2 separate regions of the Anser cygnoides genome follow, and region 1 is linked to region 2. The links are chromatin contacts, called in public Hi-C maps. All regions are on one chromosome and are shown on one strand. The core of a region is the stretch at or near the end of the contact, and the rest is flanking DNA. Distances in the headings are between cores, read along the strand shown. Region 1 holds the start of C9H2orf72 (chromosome 9 C2orf72 homolog). Region 2 holds the start of MASP1 (MBL associated serine protease 1).

What was found. Hi-C and Micro-C count contacts between places; a contact is called where the count stands out from the background.
Region 1: a contact with region 2 is called in a Hi-C map of liver, with 2.1 times the contacts expected there. The contact joins the promoter of C9H2orf72 here to the promoter of MASP1 in region 2. A contact is called at or near these places in 2 of 7 Hi-C or Micro-C datasets (both in liver).

What each region holds. Positions count from the first base shown.
Region 1 is chr9:16,743,385-16,746,888 of Taihu_goose_T2T_genome, forward strand. C9H2orf72 (chromosome 9 C2orf72 homolog) reads left to right here and starts at 1,879. Exons shown (of 3, transcript XM_048076852.2): 1 at 1,879-2,502. The coding sequence starts at 1,941.
Region 2 is chr9:16,434,012-16,437,615 of Taihu_goose_T2T_genome, forward strand. It overlaps MASP1 (MBL associated serine protease 1), which reads left to right and starts at 1,627. Exons shown (of 16, transcript XM_048076878.2): 1 at 1,627-1,955. The coding sequence starts at 1,951.

The DNA.
Region 1 (3,504 bases), core at 629-3,128, 310 kb after region 2:
CCTCGGAGCAAACAGGTTCTGCTCTTCCCCTGGTCAAACTGGCCAAAGCAAGAGCTTTTCCTTGGCTTGGTGCTTGCAGGGAGGAGCTCTTCAGCTGTCTTGTTGTACAGATCCCTTCCTGGAGCCCTTCTGCTTGTGGCTGGCTTCTGGAGAACCCCCGGCATGAGATCCATACCTAAAATTCTGTCAGAGGGGAAGGTGTGAGCAGAGAAACCCCAGGGCTGTGGGCTGCTGGGGACCTGCACCTTCCTGATGGCCCTGATGCTGCTCCTGGCACGGCTCCTGGTGCTGACTGCACCCAGGGCTCTTCTCCCCCGGATAAAATGCAGGGCCACGAGCAGGATTCTGACCAGATGAGAGGAAATCCTTGTAAATGCAAAACCTGGGCAACATTAAGGCCAGACCTGGCTGTTGAACTGTGTCCGACTGTAGCCCTGGCACGCTGACATCTGCTCTCAGGATCCCCACGCTGGCGCGGGACCGTAGCCTCTTGCAACAACAGACCCTGATCTTTGGAAGAGGGCCCTAATCCTCCTGGTTTATCTCCCCCAACCTGGTTATCAGCACTAGTCAATGAGTAAGTTACTTTTACTAAGAGCTAGGGCAGAAACTCTCTGAAACCCTTGCCCAGGCTGTCCAGCCCCACGGTGCTGGCGTGGGGCAGCGTTTGCTAAGCCCGTTGTAGCTGGACCACGCATTTTCCTGGCTTAAAACTGGTGGCACACAGCGACCTCCCTGAGCTGCCCCACCTCGGCTGTGACTGAGGAGCTGCTGGTGGCCAAGGGGAAAGTCAGGGAGCGGGCACGCTGGCTCTGCCACCTTAGGGGCACCTCTTGGCAATCACAGACCCCAGGTGGCTGGGTGGGTGCATGGATTTCTGCTCTGCTTTCATCCTCGGCGCTCTGAGACCTCCGTGTCCCACAGAGGTGCTCTGCAAGGGCAGCTGCCTGCCGCTGGCACCTCTGAGCCATTCGTTCCCTATCAAACTGGGAGCTATTAAATGTTTGGGGGGAGTCTGGGACCTGTTTATGACACGGAATAGGGAAAGTGTTAACCGCGTGTGCTGCGGGTAAGAGCTTCCTGGTTCACCTCCAGGCGTGCCAACGCCGGGGCTGGGCACTGCACTGGCCCTCATGTGGCGTTCATTCACTGTCGGCTGGCAGAGCTCGCTCGTGGCCTCTTCCCTGTGCCAGGGCTGTTAAACACGTGCCAGCACTGAAATCCTAATTATAGCCCCGCACTTACCCCTGCAAACATCCTGTGCTCCCATGGGACGTGTCCCAGGGCCGGTGGGGCTGAGGGGCTGTGTTTGTGCTGGGGGGGGGATGCGGTGTTTGCAGAGGGGGAGCGAAGGGGGATTGCGTGGGAAGGGACCCCGAGGTGCAGCGTGTGGGGTGGGGACGCAGCTTGGCTTTGTGGTGCTTCTGGGGCTTTGCGCTCGTGCAGGAATTGGGGAACCTGTGAGCCGTGGGGTGGGTATGGCCCTTGGGGTGCTAGCTATTCCCCACGGCGTGGTGTTATCGCGGTTATAGCACAGCCAGCTGTGGGCTACAGCCCGAGGTGCCCACGGAGGCCACCCCACCGCCACCCCGTGTCACAGCGTGTCACACACTGGGGGTGCACATTACACCCGTGGGGCGTGCAGTCACGGTGCCTCATGCACGCCCCCTTCGCGACCCTCACATCCTCCTCTACCCCTTCCCACCTTCTCTCACCTGCCTTCCAGCACCTCCCGAGTTCGCCGGGGGCCTCGGCGCACCGGGGGGGGGGGGGGGATGGGACCGGGGGGATGCTTTGGGGCCGGTTGGGGTGGGAAGGGATGGGGTTGGGATGGGGCCAGCCCCTTGCGGAGCTCCGGGCCCGGTGCCGGGAGGCGGGCCGGGGGGCGGTGCGCTGCTGCGGGCCGGGCTCGGCGGAGGCTGCGGAGGAGGCTGCGGAGGATGGAGGCTGCGGAGGAGCTGCGGGAGCTGCGGGCGCTGGTGGAGCGGGCGGGCGGGCGGCGGGCGGTGCTGCTGGTGGCCGAGGTGGCCGAGGGAGCTCCGGCGGCCTCCGCCTTGGCCTCGTTCGCCCGAGACTTGCTGGGAGACGAGGCTCCTCCGGCACCGGGACCGACACCGGGACCGATACCGGGCTGCCCCTCCCGCTCCCGGTGCCGGTCGCGGGGCGGCGGAGGGCGGCGGGCGCTGGCGGCGGGGCTGCTGCTGGTGCTGTGCCGCGGCGGGGCGGCGAGGGGCCGAGGGAACCGGGCACGGCTGCGGGAGGTGGTGCGGGACGTGCGGGGCCGCCTCCCCCCGGGGCCGCCGCCCGCCGCCGTCGTCGGTGTCCTCCTGCCCGGGGGGGACGGGGAGGACGCGGCCGTGCTGGACGCCACCCTCCGCCGCCACTTCCCGGCCCCGGGAACCGTGCAGGGGGCTCGCTACAGCCCCGGCAGCCCCGCAGCCCTCCGAGAGTGCCGTGCCGCAGCCTGCCGAGCTCTGCGAGCGGCCCTGCAGCACCCCGCAGGTACCGGGGGTACCGGGCACAGGGTGGGCATCCCGCCCGGGTGGGTCAGGGAGCCGCGTGGTGCTTCCCCGTGGGGTCTGTGCCATCCCGATGGGAGCCCATCCCAAGGAGAAGTGCTGCTTCTCAATGGGATTTGGCCTTCTGCAATGGGATTTGCTCCGCTGGCCGGTGGGATCAATCCCTCCTCGGCTGGACCCGGCTCTCCGCCACGGGAGCTGCGCCGTTGCGGAGCCTCTGCCCCTCTCCAGGGAGATCTGGCTGTTCCCAAAGGGATCGGCTCCGTGCTGGTGGAGTCTGAGCCTTCCCGGTGGGATCTGCCCCTTCCCGGTGGGAATCTCAGCCCTGGCAGCCAGGGAAGGTTGGGAAGCGCCGAAGCAGCGCTTGGATGGCAGGGATGTGGCACGTGGCAGCTGTGACGTGGTGGCACACCGTGCTTACGTCCAGGGGACGGGGGCTCGGGGCGCAGCCCGTGCCGCAGGTCCTGCGGGAGGAAAGTGCTCGTGTCGGCTTCACGGAATGAGTCAGAACAAGTGGGCGTTTGGGTGTCAAACCACATGCTGTTGGTGGCCAGTGTGAGCACCGTGAGGGTGGCAGGATGAAAGCTGGGTGTCACCGGGGCCTCGAGGCGAGAGGCGAGGCGTGTTTGTGTGCAGGCACAGGGCGCTGGGCAGCTGGGCAGGCTCTGCCCCACGGCAGCCACACAAAAAAATACAGGCTCACATTAATCTTAGGCACTGCTTGTCTTGGGTTGTTCCCCTTTCTTCCTCCTTTAATTTTTCCCACTTTTCTCTTGCTCCGCTTCAAGTCCAGGCGCTCCGGCGTTCTGCTCTTTCTGGGCCCTGCCCCTGAGGGGTCCCAGCGGTGCTCTGCAGCTCCACGGGGACAGCTCCTCTGTGACCCCAGGGACACAGGGACAGCCGGCTGCAGCTCAGGGGCTTCTTCCACCGGTTCAGCTCAGGATCCTGGATCTGAATGCTGAGGGGTTTTGAGACCAGTGGGACC
Region 2 (3,604 bases), core at 377-2,876:
GCTGCTCCTGAAGTGCAGGAGTTGTTCCAAAAAGCTATAGGAGGTTGTCATGGTGGAAAAATGAGTGCATGAAGGACCCACCCTGCAGAACAGGCAGGGAAAAAAATAGATCACAATGTATTCAGACAAGAGCACACTTGCCTGCAAAAATAAAGCCCTGCGTTTGACACGTTGCTGAGCTATTAATTAGTTTGATCAGCTTGCCTGGGTGTGTTAACATGAGCGAGAGCTGGTGTTTGTACAGTGATGAGCTGTTAAAACTTCCCAAACAGAGGCAGAAAAAATGGCAGAGTGAGATCTCCCCTTTGCCCAGAGCCTTCCTGCTATTCTTCCAGTGCTTTTCCACTCATATTTTTCTATTTTACCCGGCTGAGTCTCCTAGGTGCCATTTCTTCCCCGGCACAGAACCAGGGACCCATGGGAGCGAGAGAAGCGGTTTCAGAGCTGAAAGCCAAGGAGCTGTCAGCCCCCAGAGCACAAAGGCAAGGAATGGAAAAACCACCCCATTTTCCTCCCCCCAGACCTCTTCCCTCCCAGCTTCTGGGGGGCTGCACGTAGCCGAAGGGGCAGGCGAGTTACCATTGCCACTTTAATGGCAGAGGCTGGGGAGGGCTGGGAGCTGCTGCTGGGGGAGCGGTGCCAGCACATCCCCGTCTCCCTGCCCCTTGTTTTTGTGCCTTTTAACGCGCCGCAGCTGTACCCGTGCCTGCCAGGGGGTGTCTGCAGGGTGTACGTTAACCAGCTCAAGCTGAAGTTGGTCACCAGCTATGAAAGTTTTGCTCTTGATGTCTCCGAGCTTGGCGTTTCTGGACGAGGGGGCCACTTGCACCCTAAGGCAGCCCTAAGGAACGATTCGGGTTGTGCAGGCAGGAGGGCTTGGGGTTTGCTTGTTCCTGGGGCAGGGAAGGGGAACCAATGTCCCATGGCTCGGTGGGCAGCGTGCAGGTCCTCACCTCGCCAGGAGGGAGTCAGGCTTCGGACCTGCAGCTTTGGCATCTGCAGCTCTCCCTCCCGAGCAGAGTCCACATCCGAAGCTGCTCTTTTGCCCTGGGACAAAATGCAGAGTCCAGCCAGCCCCGAGCCCTGCAGGAGGTTCCCAGCCGGCTCTCGCCTTTATCCCGACTGCCACCAGCGGAAAGTTTCGCAGGAACCAGACCGCAGCCCCAAGCCCAGAGCAGCTCGGGGTGGAGAAGCTGAAATCGGGTCCTGAGCGCGGGTCCCAGCTGCAGCACATCCCCGCAGCTCTTCACTTCTGTGCAGGTTTTTTTTTCACACGTTCTTGCCTTCTGTTTTTGCTGGAGGCTCCCGTCCCTATTGAGAGGCAAATTTTAGCCATCTGGCAAAGCAGACTGTAGGATAAAAAAATGAGAGAGGGAGAAAGAAAAAAAAAAAAAGCACACAATGTGCATGGGCACACACACACACAAAACTCTGGAGCTTAGGGAAGACAAAAACTTCTCAGCGGTTGCTGGAGAGGAGAGGAGAGGAGAGGAGAGGAGAGGAGAGGAGAGGAGAGGAGAGGAGAGGAGAGGAGAGGAGAGGAGAGGAGAGGAGAGGAGAGGAGAGGAGAGGAGAGGAGAGGAGAGGAGAGGAGAGGAGAGGAGAGGAGAGGAGAGGAGAGGAGAGGAGAGGAGAGGAGAGGAGAGGAGAGGAGAGGAGAGGAGAGGAGAGGAGAGGAGAGGAAGAAGGAGAGAGCCTTCAGCGCAGGCAGGTCCGTGTGTGCGTGCGGGGATGTGGGGAACCGTTGCAGGCAGGGGAAGGCGTGACCTGCATGGAAAATGCCAGACAACTCCAGACACACACGCAGAGGCGCGCACACGCTCACAAATCTCCGGCCAGAGATAAGGCGGACAGCGGAGCGTGGGGAAGGAGGCGAAGCCGGCCCCCGCCGCCCAGCCAGCCGCCCTCCCCTGCCTCCCCAGCCCCTCGGGGAGCTCTCCCGGCAGAGACATGAGGTGAGTGCCTCCGGGACGAGGGGCGATGCGGCGGGGGAGAGCCGCACACGGGCTCCGGGGGGCACTGGGGGGTGGTTGGGGGGCGGCGCCGGTTTCACTCCGGAGCGGGACCGGGACTCGCGGAGAGGAGCTGGATGCGGGGCGAGCCGGCGGCGCTGAAGGCCAGGCGAAGCGGAGGGGGTGATGCCCGTTTCCGCCAGCCCCCGAGCAGAAGAGAAACAGATTTTTTTCCCTTCGCACATTTTTGTGGTTTCAGACGAGCCGTCAGAAAAAGGCATGTTCAACCTCAGTCCGCTCGGATGAAAAGTCGGCCCAAGTTTGTCGGTGCCCCGCGACTTTGCTTTGTACCCGGGGGCCGGGGCGAGCGGCAGCACGAGACAGACGAGCCCCAGAAAACTACTGCCCTGGTTTTGAAAGAACGCAGACAGGTTAAAAATAATCCGCTTATATAGATTCAATTTCCTCATCAGCATACCTTAATCAAGCCCTGCTTCTGAAACCGTGTGTGCGTGCACGTGTGGGTAGTTCCAGCGACTGTAATATACACCTACAAGCCTCTGCCAGGCCCTAGTACCTATTTTAGAAAGCGGAAATTTTCTCTAATGGCTCTAATTTCCTGCATGTTTCTGTTCCTCTGTGTGCTGTAAAAAGACGGAGGTCTCTCCTCCGGCCGGGTCCCATGCAATGCCATGGGCGTTCGAGTTTGCACCCCCAGCCCGGGCAGGGGCTTGCTCCCCCCTTGCACTGAGAACTGCTCCGCTGGCGCTCGCCTTCCTGCTCGAATGGAGCTCCAGGCTGGTGTGCAGTCAGCTGGCGGCTGCAGGGTGACCTGCAATCGCTGTCCTCTGTGCCCTCCTCGGGCACAAACAAGTTGGCAACTGGGACAAACTCTCTTGGATCAGATTTTTTTTAAATCTGAGTTTGATGACAAAAGGTCTCTGTGGATCTTAACTTCTGTGTCCTTCTTCATTTGGGGTGAGTGGTACCCTAAGAACTGAAGAGAACTGAAGAGGGAAAAGAGAAGAGAGAAGAGAAAAAGCAAAATGAAGAGAAGCGAAGGGAAAAGTAAAAGAGAAGCGAAGAGAAGAGCAAGTAAGAAATGAAGAGAAGAGAAAAGAAAAAAGAAAAGAAAGAGAGGAGAAGAGAAGAGAGGAGAGGAGAAGAGAGGAGAGGAGAAGAGAAGAGAGGAGAGGAGAAGAGAAGAGAAGAGAAGAGAAGAAAAAAGAAGAAAAGAAAAGAAAAGAAAAGAAAAGAAAAGAAAAGAAAAGAAAAGAAAAGAAAAGAAAAGAAAAGAAAAGAAAAGAAAAGAAAAGAAAAGAAAAGAAAAGAAAAGAAAAGAAAAGAAAAGAAAAGAAAAGAAAAGAAAAGAAAAGAAAAGAAAAGAAAAGAAAAGAAAAGAAAAGAAAAGAAAAGAAAAGAAAAGAAAAGAAAAGAAAAGAAAAGAAAAGAAAAGAAAAGAAAAGAAAAGAAAAGAAAAGGAGTGTGCTAGCGGGGAGCAATGTGCAGGTCCTGCTGCTGGGGCCCTGGTCCGTCCTCGCCCCGCTGCAAAGCAGCGTGCTGTTTGCTGAGAGTCAGTGATCCCCGTTTGGCAGGGTGACGCTAAGCGGGAGTAACAACACTAGTTATTGCCATGATGCTTTCATTAAACC